Regions from separate parts of the Zea mays genome. Here region 2 is linked to region 1. The links are chromatin contacts, called in public Hi-C maps. All regions are on one chromosome and are shown on one strand. The core of a region is the stretch at or near the end of the contact, and the rest is flanking DNA. Distances in the headings are between cores, read along the strand shown.

Region 1 (6,422 bases), core at 1,654-4,153:
TCCAAGAAGTAAGACCAGAAGAGAAAGCTTGATACTCTCGCTGCACATCATTGAATTGGTATTAGCTCAGTGGAAATAGCAGTTAATATCACAGGGACCATTTAGGCCCAGAAAGTCATACACACATTTAATCAATCAGTTGATCCAAGAGTTTATTTGGAAATATCTGAAACTTGATTGTTCTCCTGAATCAAAAGAACAAAATGGATCCAGAAGAATTTAGTGTTTACTTAAGTTATTTTCTATCATTCCTTTGACCATAAATGAGGTTCAATATTGTGAGAAAACTGCTCTCAAACCTGAATCTTTTCTTCAAGAAGATAGTCTCCAATAGCACAGTGAAAGGTATGATCGCCAATTTTGTCATCTGTAGAGCTTAGTTTAATGTATCTGCTCATGTTTTATATAAAAATGGTACCTAGACGAACTTACCTGGTAGAATCCAATGGAGTTGAATCCTAAACTCAGATTGAGAAGACCAATTGACGTGCCATTCAGCAACCCAAAGAGTATGACTGTCTGTCCATCAATTGCCTTGGGCTCGAAGAAACGTAAGCGCTGTGCCACATGGAGGGTGCAGAAGGTCACCATCAGATGCCAGCTTGTTAATGTTGTAGCTGCATTGGTTCGTAAACAAGGCAAGTCGACATCACACTCTGGTAGTATGCAAATTTGGTGCATCCATGATGTTTTGTTATTCCATCGATGCATGGAAAAACAAAGTATGTTGTACTAACCGAATGGAAAACCAAGTGTGCTGATGAGAGCTTTGTTGCAGAGGACAATGGAAACTGAAGATGCAACAGAGAGTGCAAGTGACCCGATCACACCGATCTGGAAACCAGCTGCCATCTTAACCAACTGGTGTTTGTCTACTTGTCTGAATCCAAACCTGTAAAGAGTAGTCTAAGGTATGCATACTAAACTTGAGAAAATAAAAGCATATCGAGTTCGTTCCCTGTGTATGTTTGGCCTGAACTTATTGCTGTTGTACTACCATAGTCTTTTGTTAAAGTAATGCTGTCCATTTGTTGTTATGAATTAGTAGTATTGAACCATTGGTGCCCTAACTCACTTGAGCACAGAACGGGCTGGGTGGTAGTTAGCATTTGTTTGACTATAGCATCCTTGTTGCCAGAACCCATGATTTTATTTGTAGAATGCAAGGGGTGGCCATAATCTTAGCTGGCCCAAGCCCAATTCATGGACAAGAACACTTCGTAGATGGTATCCTTGAATCTCCTTTATTGCTGGTTATAGGAAGAAGAGATTCCATTTGTTCAATCTGGTGGATATGCGTCACATAGACATCACAAAAAACGTAAGCCTGGCACTTGTTGGCTTGCCACATATAATATGCTCACACCAATCAAGGCTAATCATGACACATGTCGGTCATCACAAACGAATCACATAAAGCAACTAAGGCTAGTAAGTAGTAACCCAACATGCCTATTATTGATTAGGGTGTGTTTGGCAGCTGGAATCAGTTCCGTTTCTCACCTGAATCAGTATAATCTGTTCCAAACGCATACTGGGCAAAGTGATACCTGGTGCTATTCTACCTACTATTGCAATAGGCATACTCTAGTGTCCTATGAACAAGAGGAGAGGGAGCAGTCACTATGGGTGCTGCCCGCTGCCACAAACAGGTGAGAGCAGCAGATTATTTATCACAATCCACCGCACGCTTCATGTGTTTGGTGGTTATAACATGTTGCTTAAGAAGTAGCTTTGCATGGTTGGTAAGACCCAAGTGGTTGAGAAGGAAATTTGTTGAAACTGACATTTTGCTGTGGTGGAAATGGATGGAAAATCCTAATGCAACAATCTCCATGACATAAGACTATGCTCTCTTTAGATTGGTTCTTATTTCATTCTGTTGCCAACTAAATTGATGGGGACTCGCAACCCAGATCAATTTATGTTTTTTAATATTTTTTTTAAAAAAAACCTATCGATACGCGAAAGCTTAAAAGCAGCCAGAAGGGAGGTCATGCACACATGCTGCAGATGTACGTGCTGAAAGGCTAGTTGCATCCAACATAGCTTCGGATTGCCGTAAAGGCAGCTCTACTCAACTATTTCATGGACATCATCAGACGCGGTATAAGGTTTAATTTGCAGCCGAAATAATAGCCAACCGTTAAACGACGACCAGAATCGTTAATGCTCATCTGCGCTAACCCGATGCTCTGGGATTCCTGACTTGTAGCTTTCGTGTGCATCTTGTTCACGTAGGCAGTTTGGCCCATAGCATATGGGATGAAGGAAGGTACATGCTAATAGCCTACCGGGCCAGGTAACTTTCAAATGTCTATTGTGTTAATTGACAGAACTTTCAAACTCCTACCGTGCTAATAGCAGTATAAGCAAGACCGTGAAAATAAATCTTATATATAGAGAGATAGAGAGAGAGAGAGAGAGAGAGAGAGAGCATAACGAATCAGGGGGAAATGGGAAGGATGTACTATGCTGTTCGGGTGGCTTCAGATTATGACGATGCAAAACAGTTAACACACACATTTCACTGTTCGTATGAGTAGCTCCTGTAATCATAATAATCGCTTCTCTGAATCTATCCGGACAAGAAGTATATTTTGATATTGTGCAGGCTTGTCAACAGTTATGTTTATGAGCTACACTGTCATAATTGAAAAGAGCATATAATGAAGAAACGAACACAACAGTTCGAAGCCAGATACAGCCTCTAGAGCCGACTAGACATGGGAAGTGGGAAGCAAACAGCATTGATAGATAAAAAAAAGATCAGATCAGACGACAGTCCGAATGAATTGGCGCTTACTTGAGACCTGAGCTGTGGCAGCAACCTCTTCCCCCGTTCCCTGATCCTTCCTCTTCTCCAGGCTCCAAGAAGAGATAGACGGGGGAGAGAGGCGGTGGTTGTTCTCCTTGGAAGAGGAAGAAAGGGCAGGGCGACGCACTTTTATGTTGAGAGTTTTACAGGGTGGGGAGGTGCAGGCTGCAGAGGTGGATGCTTCGGTCCTTGGCAAGCATAGAAAACGACGCTAGGATGAACAGTGAGAGAAAGAGAGAGAGTTGGTGCCGGAAAGACGAACGGACCGCGACGTTAATTAGCAAGCATACTCTACTACGGAGGGGGTAGGCTACCTTCGAACAGGTCGCTGGTGTGCGTGTGTGACTGGCATACTCACCGCTAGTCACTGGCTGTACGTGTCTTGTTGTGGATAGTCAAATAGTATCTCTAATTACCAGCCGCCTGTTGTTACCCCGTGATGTGCGGGCCGATGAACCTTAGAGCTAAGAAGACTTACGTTGGATGGCTTAACATACCGACACATCGTCGTCAGTCAGACCGATAATTATGCGTGCCATGTTTCAGTTTTTTTCTTCTTCTTCCGAATTCCCTTGCAAAAGGATCAAGGAATTCATGGGGATGTCTCCACCTCCTGTGACCTTTTGCGGTCCAAATTTTTTTTTTAATCTTGCCCTGATCTGACACTTGTTTCTGGTCACCTCTTGCCACCGCTCTTGGTTCCTTGTGCTGGAACAGAACCACCGCAGCATATTTCTTTCCGATCACTTTGCCGGAACAGAGCCTTGACGGACTTGACACGAGTTGGGGCCATCAGTTCTGGGTCACCTGGTAGTTTCCAGACCACAGGGACAGACATCCCACCATATCCAGACACATGGGTTTTCAGCAGCAACCCATGCATTTTCAGCTGAACCGGGCAACAGTCAACCCAGCCAGACTGCATCACGAGAGAACCATCGCGACCTAAAGCCACTCCGAATACAAATAAGCCACGCTAAAAAAAAAAGAAAAGTGTTCGTTCATCTGTAGGCTCCAATAATTGGCAAACAAAACACAAGGAGGAGGTTTTCGGCCCCTCGTTTTTTCTGCTCACTTGGAGCACAAGGTTAGTTGGGAGGTGGTTGTGGTTGTGAATAAAGCGAGGGGGAGTTCCTGGGGATGCAAGCGAAGGCAATGGCTCGCCAACAGCTATCCCCGCCACGGTTCGGTGAGCCTTCGGTCTCACTCTTTTCTTGTGCGTGCCTGTACCGACGATCCCACAGCTGAAATGGGCCGGGCCGGGCCGAAACATTTTGCTTCTGAAAACTTTCTGATCTGCCTCAGGAGTCAGCGCTGCACGCGGTTATCGACTGCCAGCCCGCTCAGTGCACACACTAATGATAGTCCAGTAACACCTCCTCATTTGCATCTGCTACTAGAAACTCGAATTGCATAACGCACATAAAAATCTCATCTCCTAGAATAAATACAGCTGATACATAGCCAATACCAGATTACATTGACCAGTCGATATCCCGACATTAGGCGCGTGCTACTGGCACTAATTCAGAGCATGGTTCCTAGCTCTCTGCGCCTGGACGATCGGCTTCCCATCTTTGAGCTTGAGCCCCGGCGGGACCTCGCAGCTCTTGCAGTTGCTCATCAGCTGCTCCGTCTCCCACCTCGTCTTCGGCACGACCTAGCTTCTCGTGCCGCGGGGAATACTCCTGCGGATCCAGGAAACCAGACGTCAGCTTCCAGTGCCACTCGTCACACACTCACAGATCGAGTTTCCTTTCCTCGCTGCACACGTTTTTTGTCAGCAGATGAGACTACCTCTAGCTTGTCAAGCAGTTCCTTTGGCGTCGGTGCCAGGACGACGATGTGGCGAGCAGTCGGGCTGATGAACTCTTCCTCTACGGCCTTGTCGATGAAGGACAGCAGGGAGTTGTAGTATCCGTTCACGTTTAGCAGGCCAACCTGTTGCACACCCAATACGAGATGAATATTCAGTAAAATGAGTTGCAGGCCATGAAGAACCAGTACGTACGTACCGGCTTGTCGTGAATGCCAAGCTGCGCCCAGGTGATCACTTCCAGCAGCTCCTCAAGGGTTCCATACCCTCCTGTGTCATCGAAGGAACAGTTTACTTTCTGTGACAGAAATAATAAGGCCTTCGCTGAGCAAATTGAGCTAGACGAAAGGGTCCTGAGGATTTTCAAAAGATGAGAGAAACCTCATGGCACCAACCAACCAACCAACCGGACAAACCAATTTGGGAGGTTTACAACTTTCCACCCATGTTGCCACTACGCATGGATCCAGTATATATATGTGACATGGCCAGGTTCGTTAGCGAAAGCGACAGTAAAAAGTGAACCACATCTACAAACATGTCGGCTCAATCAGCATGGTAGTAAAAAGAAGTCACTACCAGGAAGTGCTATGAAGGCGTCAGATTGCCTGGCCATCTCAGCTTTCCTCTGATGCATACCTGCCACAGCCTTCACCTCCCCAACCGTCTCACCTGTTATCTGCACACACAAGCAAACACGGATGCTGCATGCCTGTAATGTAATCAACACACTCCATAGCCTAAGGGTGGGTGGCTGTACTGAGAGTATTTTATTTTACCCTAGGTGTGCATGCATTGTTCAGGAGAAGTAATCATGGTGTTGTTGTGGGGGACAAAAAGGGAAATGTGAGGGACATCTATTTTTGTTAACAAAAGTCATTATCTGCTTAAAGGACGAAGGGGCAGACACTAGAAGCAGGCAAGCAGCAGTCAGGATCAGCAAGATGCCACAAGATCTCATCTATCACCAGGGGAAAAGGAAACCCGGATTTTCACTGAACATTCAGCGTGGTCTTTCAGTCCAGAGAAGATAATTAAGCCTGCATCCTTATTTTCATTTCAGAGAAAGAAAGAAAATCTATTTTCACATGTAAATATAAAAAAAAACTACTTGCATTGTAAAACTAAACATAACATACAAGTACTAGGAAAAAAACAAATTAAAGAATCTGATCTACCATGCTTTGTCGAATTCATGGGAATCATTGCATGCGATTAAACAATGACAGGGGTTTTAGGGAGGCGTGAGAGCGTGGTTACATACAGTACCTCTCTCGGCATGAGGGTCTTGGGAATCACCCTGCACATATATACAAGGGATCGACAATGAGATATGGTGGGAAATTGTATAGCAATTTAGCACCTGATGAGGATGCGACCAACCCAACTCTCTTTTTTTTTGTCATGATTTTGCAGAGTTTCTCGGGCTATTCTTTTCATGTGTGTGACTGCTGCTAGCTAGTGCTGAAGAGTGGCCATCATTGCTGTTTACATACCCCATGACGTGCCTCCCTCCATTGTAGACCGCTCGAGAGACCAGGCCCATTAGCCCGACACTTCCCCCACCGTAGACCAGATCGATGTTCCTCGAGACCTATACAATATAATGGCAACTCTAGTGATAAATAAATCTAATGGAACTAGCTAGTTAGCATGATCGATGGGGGTATATATGTCTAGTAGTTAATTATTTGTATAGTGGCTAGCTACAATGTTGTGTGATCTAGCTTACATATCGTATTTTATCTGCAGCCATAATAACATTGTTGCCATGAGGTGGAGGTAACT
Region 2 (6,422 bases), core at 1,227-3,726, 980 kb before region 1:
GAGACTGCTTTCTGGGAGACTGGCGTCGTACCAATTCCCCTTCTGGTTGCCAATTAGAGGCCACATTATTCCCCAGGAAAGTATGCCTCCCAGTAGAACAGAAACGTTCACAATGTGGGGGCAGATCATCCCAACTCCAACATAGGTAGGAGAGAAATCGAAGTAAAACCTGGAGACGGAACGAGAGGTTCAGTATGGAAGCCAATTCCAGTGTCCAAACATTCGGAATGCTATAAGCAAGTTCAGTGCTCTGACTTGTTCTTATAAGCTTGAAGGCCTAATGTAGGGAAGTTCTGGAATCCACAATTATCTCCACCAGTGTAGAACCACTGGAAGAAGCCCCAGAGGAAGCTCATCAAGAAGAATTTCCCCAGAGTCTTCACTTGTTTCCTGAAACATATAATCGGCGCATTCAGTAACATTGCTTTGCACCTAGTGCCACACAGGTTACAGCTAAAAACAACACCAAGATAATTTACTTTGCAAGCTTGGCACCCTCTGGCGTGTGGAAACCGTTGATGAGATAAGCAGTCGCCGTGCCACTAGGATACGTAAGTTTGTAGTCGACGATCATAACCTAGACCAGCGATGTCAGCTGATGATTAGTTGGTCTATGCTGTACAGCGACGCTACAAGAATATTAGGCAGCACAGAGACGAATCGAAACGTTTACCTTTCTCAGAGGCACAAGAGCAAATAGGCCAATGAAACTGACAAGGAAGAGAAACCCTATCATCCATCCGATGTGAGGGTTTTTGACATTCTGAGGATTGTCAGCCTCTGTTGCTTGCTTGGCGATGGTTTCGCTCATGCCAAACAAGTATGTACCAAACCCACCTGTCAATCAGAATGGATTAGTACACAATTTAGCACATCTCTTTTCACAAAGAGACGATGGGAGGGAGACGGTGACATTGCTCCTGCCTCCCCTTGATAAAAATATAGAAGGGAGAAAATGAAGAAAAACATAGCATCAATAAGTAACAAACAATGTTGCTTTATTTTTTTTTTCTCAAGCAGAAGGCAAAAGATTTGCTGTGGTATTAATAGAATGAAGCGAAACCCAATTTATAAGAGAAACCGGGCAAAAAAAAAAAAACAGTGCAGAACACCCTGCACAACTTGGTCAGGAGACCTGCACCAAAATTAATTGAGGGAGTTGTAGCACATCATTCGCAACAAGAAATTAGTTGTGCAACCGCATAATATATTAAATATGTCCCCAGACATGCTAATTAGGCAGAAAGCAACACGATGGTCGATTGTAGTTAGCCTTGCTTTACAATGAACTAGTCCAGTTAAAAGAACAACTCAAAAGAGTCAATTTTTTTTTAAAAAAAAAACTGTAGCCAAACAATAACAAAACCTGCATGTTGCTTAAACATCAACAAAAAAAAGAGTCAGGTGCGCTTGAAATACATGTAGCAACGTCACATCCGTGGGATACATCCCATCCCATCCCATGGCATTAAAATAATTAAGATCACTCGGAGTCTCGCCGTTCTGGATGCTAGGTCGTGTATTTCAGCTCGAGGTTGTCTGAATTCAGACGTGCTTCGAGTTAGATCTTGGCTTGCGTGTACCATCTTGATAACGTGTTATATAATCATCAACATGCTAAAAACATCTTCTTCTTTTTTGTGGTAACTGGCTGCGAGATTTTTCCTATCGAAGTTGACCCCAATACTAAATTGTTCGCCATGTTCGTGACGCCATGCTTCCTACTCTACTCGTATGCTAGGATATAAAGAAATCTCACTGCAAACCATTTACAAAGTGGTCATACAGTATCCCCTCAAAGGGGGGGGGGGGGGGGGGGGGGGGGGGTGCTCATACAGAATCACAAATCTGTGTACCAGACGTTAATTATCTCGAGTCCAAGCAGAAGAAGAAGAGGAGGAGGTAGCATACCGCTGAAGGCGATGTCGTAGGCTGCGACGACGCAGGTCTGGATGACGGTGTTCTCCTGGCGCGTGAAGGGCTGCCTGAGGAGGCCAACCCTCTCGATGGCGGCGGTCCAGAGGCGTACGAAGAAGAAGCCGAGGAGCCCCGCGGAGACGTTGAGCGAGGGGATGATCCCCGTGGTGAGGTTGAGCTTCATCACGATGACGCTGAACATGATGGCCAGGAAGAAGCTGACCACGAAGGCGCGCACCGTCAGCTGCTCCCGCCACGACGGAACCGCCTGGTCCGCGAACGCGCGCTCCACCGACAGCGCGTTCCCCTCCCCGTCGTCGTCGGCGGCGGCGGCGACCCCGTTGTTGGCCTGGCCCTCCTCGCCGCCGTCCTTGGCAGCGCTGTGGCGGTGCCGGAGAGTGCTGGCCTCCTCCAGCGCCTCCTCGCCGCCGCCGCCGCCGGCGGCTGCGGTGGTATGCGGCGCCATCTCTGGTTGGGCGGCGCACTGTTCAGACTTTCAGAGTTGTAGCTTGTAGCTCTAGCCCTCTACAGGCAGAGCCAGAGCAGGCCGTAGGCTGTGTGGACTGACTGGTGCGCGGGCCTTCGAGGTGGTGCCAGTATTTATCGTGGATGAGGTTGGGTTAGGAATTTGGGATGGTTCCTGCGCGTGCGTGCGGGTGTGAGGTCCACACACTGGGGCCGTTCGTTTTGAATCGGAGGACAGAGATGGCGTCGGGTAGTGTGATGCAGGCTGGTTCACATGCATGGCGTTGACCCGCTGACCGCGGTTATTTGCGTAAAACAATGTTTCTTTCTCTCTCTCTCTCGAAACGGTTGGGTAGTGACAGTGATGAATGATTTTTTCCCTCTGTCTCTGTTGATTGGTGAGATGGCATTGTAGACGTAGAGGTAGAGTATTGCTCCTACTTCCAATTATCTTCATCAGTTTGTTGGATGTTTTGTGCCAACTTTCGTGGAGTCAGAATGTCTGATCGAAGTGTCTGCCTACCTGACGTTGGCCATTGTGAAGTACCTGTGCATAGAGTGAGACACGGGGGAGAACTCGGTATGACCGTATGAGTATGACGAGACATGGGCGGCGTCCATCATATTTCAAGTCTCGCGCGTAATGCGTCTACTGATCGCTGGCGGTCTATCCCGTATTCCCGTTCAACTGTTCACCATTGATTTGATTCTGAATAGCTTCTACAGACTCGATTCGCTGAGACCTGAGAAAGACCGGGCTGGTGGTTTAGGGCCCTTGTGGAACTAAAGTACTCCTTCCGTTTCTTTTTATTTGTCGCTCCGTTTCTTTTTTTATAGGCTCTAGTTAATATCATGGTTTATAGAAACAGGGACGGACACAGATTCGGGCCACTCACTCCGTGGGTCGGGACGTGATCTATATACCTCCATTAATATTTATTGTTTTTAGATTAAGATGTATTGAAAAATATTATATCTAATCTAATACATCACCTCGGGACGTGACCGGATCCTTTATCCGTCCCTTATAGAAATACCAGAGTATTCTACGTCATAATGTGTTTCGTTGCATTTCTAAAAACTATGTTCTCAAAATCATAATATTCTAGATATGTATCATGGTATTTTGTGAGTATGGAAAACTTAACTTACAATATTGTATCGTCCAAACAATGTTTCCAAAAACCCCAAGTGGACTTACCCTGTCGTTTCAGGGCACGCAACGGTAGCAACTTCTGTTATGAGGGATGCCACATTCGCTTAGGCCCTGCCTCACCGGTCACCATTGCTTGGTGGCCAGTGGCCTCTTGCTTGTTATAGGCAAGTAGGGCTTACCAATTCCTATTGCTGGCTAATTTCGAGTCTAGGATTTGAAAATGGAAACACATGTAACTAAACATAGCCAAAATTTTAGTCATACTGTTTGCTAGTTTAGAGACTAAAAGTAATTAAGTTTTAGTCACTAAAGTTTAGAAGATGAGAACCAAATACCCATTAGCCATGTACATTGTAGCGAGGTCAGAAAAAGCGACAGGCACATGGTCACGAGTGTGTTATGAAAAAGATAAAAAAAATGGGTTGAAAACACAATGCTTTGTTCTTTAATATTAAATAGATATAGAGATTAAATATATAGTTGAGACGATAGAGATAACAATTAATAGCCATAGGGCTAGAAGCCTAGAACCTGAGTCGTCATCTTTGGTCCGACCAAGCTCTTGCTTGTTCGCTAGTATGCTAGATCATATGACATATCAAACATGATTATTTGAAGTGGCAACACAACCTTCTCGAGGTTCCCATCCCAAGAAAATGCTAGATGGAAAAACAAAAAAAATTGAAACAACACATACACAAAAAAGGACAAAGATACTCTCTAGAGCTTAATATTATATAATTGTAGTAAAAATGTGGTCATGCTTCTTGTATTACAAATACTCATGCTTTGTATGTAATATTGTTGGACGCAAGAACTTTATATGCACGGGTCATAAATTCGATATATCGGGATCCAAGGTGCAGCATGGCAGTTTTAGAAGAAAAAATATACTCCCTCCATTTTAAAATACTAGTAATTTTAGCTCTTAATTTGTATGTCTATGTTGAAATAGATGATAATGAATTTAGACATATATAAAACACATGCACCAATACTTGTATGAAACAACTGAATCCTTTTAACGACTACTATTTTGGAACGGAAAGTATAAGATAAATTAGTTGGTTGGTTTCATAATTTCTTAGATAGAGAAGAGATTATTATAATTATTATATTAATTAGATATAGGGAGAAAGGTAGACAGGGCCACAAAGATATTATGAGAAATTGAAAAGTAGCTAAGAGAATACCTTAGTTTTTTTAACGTTGCAGATATAAAAATGTAGACACCCACGACACACACGTAAACCTGGGGATGTTTGCTTCTGATTAAAGTTAGTTGTTTAGATTGTCGCAATGATGTGGTCTTTACTTTTAAACCAAATCCATCAATCATGCAAGTTCTTTTTAGAGGAACATTTTGGTTTATATTCTAGAGATTGTTGCAGAAACAAAATGCTCAACACGAGATTCTTAGAGTATATCAATCTTTAGAGATAGTGACTATGGAGATCTTTGTAAGACATGGTTAGAGGTCAGATGTTAAATTAGAGGACACTTGATTGTGATTATATGTTCTTTTTAAGGTTGTTTCTTTTTTATGGGGTGTGTTTGGTCATTTTTCGATCTCTATCTATGGTCATATGTAGGAGATAAAAAAAGGGTGGAACATTTTTTGTTTCCATGTAAAAAAACAAACCGATCACACCACAGAAACCCTAACCAGCTGACAAACATTCAATTGGCTTGCCGTTTTTTTGGTTGACACTCACGCTGCCAGGTTATTTTGTACTATGTAGTTTCTCTTTTCTATGATCATCACTTTGTACTGATCTTCTTTCTTTTTAAGGATAAGGAAATACGTATTTCACATGTAGTATAAAAACATTTGTTGACATTATTATGTTTCAAAAATACTTTCACAGTGTATTGTTTACATTTAAAAATTAAGGTACGTATGACCTGAAAAATACTAGTCAAATTATTGTTTTTAAAACGAAGACGTTGCCTGAAAATATATTAGTAAAATACCCGTAGTGTATTATTAGAGACTGCGACGATCTCTTGTTCAACTTATATTCAGTACGTACGATTAGCTAGGGATTGTACCCGGCTACATGTGCAATGAGAAATGAAGACTTGTCGTTCAACGAACTGTATAAAAATCCTAGCACTACTGGTATGTGAATCGGCACTTGCAGCCATGGCTCGTACGATTCCCGTCGCTGTCCGGGTACACAGTTGAAAAGTTGGCAAATAATAGCGGCACGTACAGCGGCTAGTTGGGCGTTTGGCATGGCCGCGTCCATACCACTCTCGCAGGAATTCCAAGAGCAAGAGTTCAAGCCGTCTTCGCTGAAAAGCAAGGGCACGCGCCCAGAAATCCACGCAGCAGGGGCGGATCTAGGGGTTTGTTAGATCAGTTGACCCGATAAAATTTATAAACCATTTATCAAAACACTGTTAAAATCTAAGAAAATTTATATCATATAGTAAAATTGATCCCGTTGACCATTGTCTATTCTCTGTTAGATTTGCCACTCATTTTCGGTTAGATTCACCACTGCCACGTAGCTACCTGAAAACCACGGGCTTCGGTCTCTTGGCCTAAGTTATGTTTAGGGATGAGCATTTTAAAACTGAAACTCGAACTGAACCCGCACGAATAGATCGAATTATTGATTTATTCGGGTTCAGTTATTATATATGCTATATTTCGAGGTATGGTTCAGGTTCGGTTCCTAGACTCTAGAACCCGAATAGACTGAATAAAACAAAATATAAAAATTTCTTAATATATGATATTATTATTATGTTATTTATGAATTTATTAGCTAAAAATCATTATGTCATCTTAACGACATTACGCTATTTTTTATAGTCACTTACTTCTGATTAATTATTTATTGTATATATTTTAATAAAAGATATTAGTCAGATG

Evidence for each region. A called contact is a pair of places that touch in the nucleus more often than the background predicts.
Region 2: a contact with region 1 is called in a Hi-C map of bundle sheath, with 3 times the contacts expected there. The contact joins the promoter of LOC100505456 here to the promoter of LOC100193850 in region 1. A contact is called at or near these places in 9 of 25 Hi-C or Micro-C datasets (bundle sheath, ear, endosperm and 3 more).

The regions. Positions count from the first base shown.
Region 1 is chr10:133,463,663-133,470,084 of Zm-B73-REFERENCE-NAM-5.0, reverse strand. It overlaps LOC100193850 (integral membrane protein like protein), which reads right to left and starts at 2,903. Exons shown (of 8, transcript NM_001138931.2): 1 at 2,807-2,903; 2 at 738-892; 3 at 433-617; 4 at 300-367; 5 at 1-40. The coding sequence starts at 852. LOC100384413 reads right to left here. Exons shown (of 7, transcript NM_001350057.1): 2 at 6,131-6,228; 3 at 5,904-5,934; 4 at 5,214-5,313; 5 at 4,834-4,904; 6 at 4,616-4,759; 7 at 4,181-4,506. The coding sequence ends at 4,360. LOC100273844 (Putative pentatricopeptide repeat family protein) reads left to right here. Exons shown (of 3, transcript NM_001360468.1): 2 at 1-638; 3 at 779-961.
Region 2 is chr10:134,438,998-134,445,419 of Zm-B73-REFERENCE-NAM-5.0, reverse strand. It overlaps LOC100505456, which reads right to left and starts at 2,476. Exons shown (of 6, transcript NM_001198539.2): 1 at 1,912-2,476; 2 at 674-837; 3 at 480-577; 4 at 256-390; 5 at 1-169. The coding sequence starts at 2,383.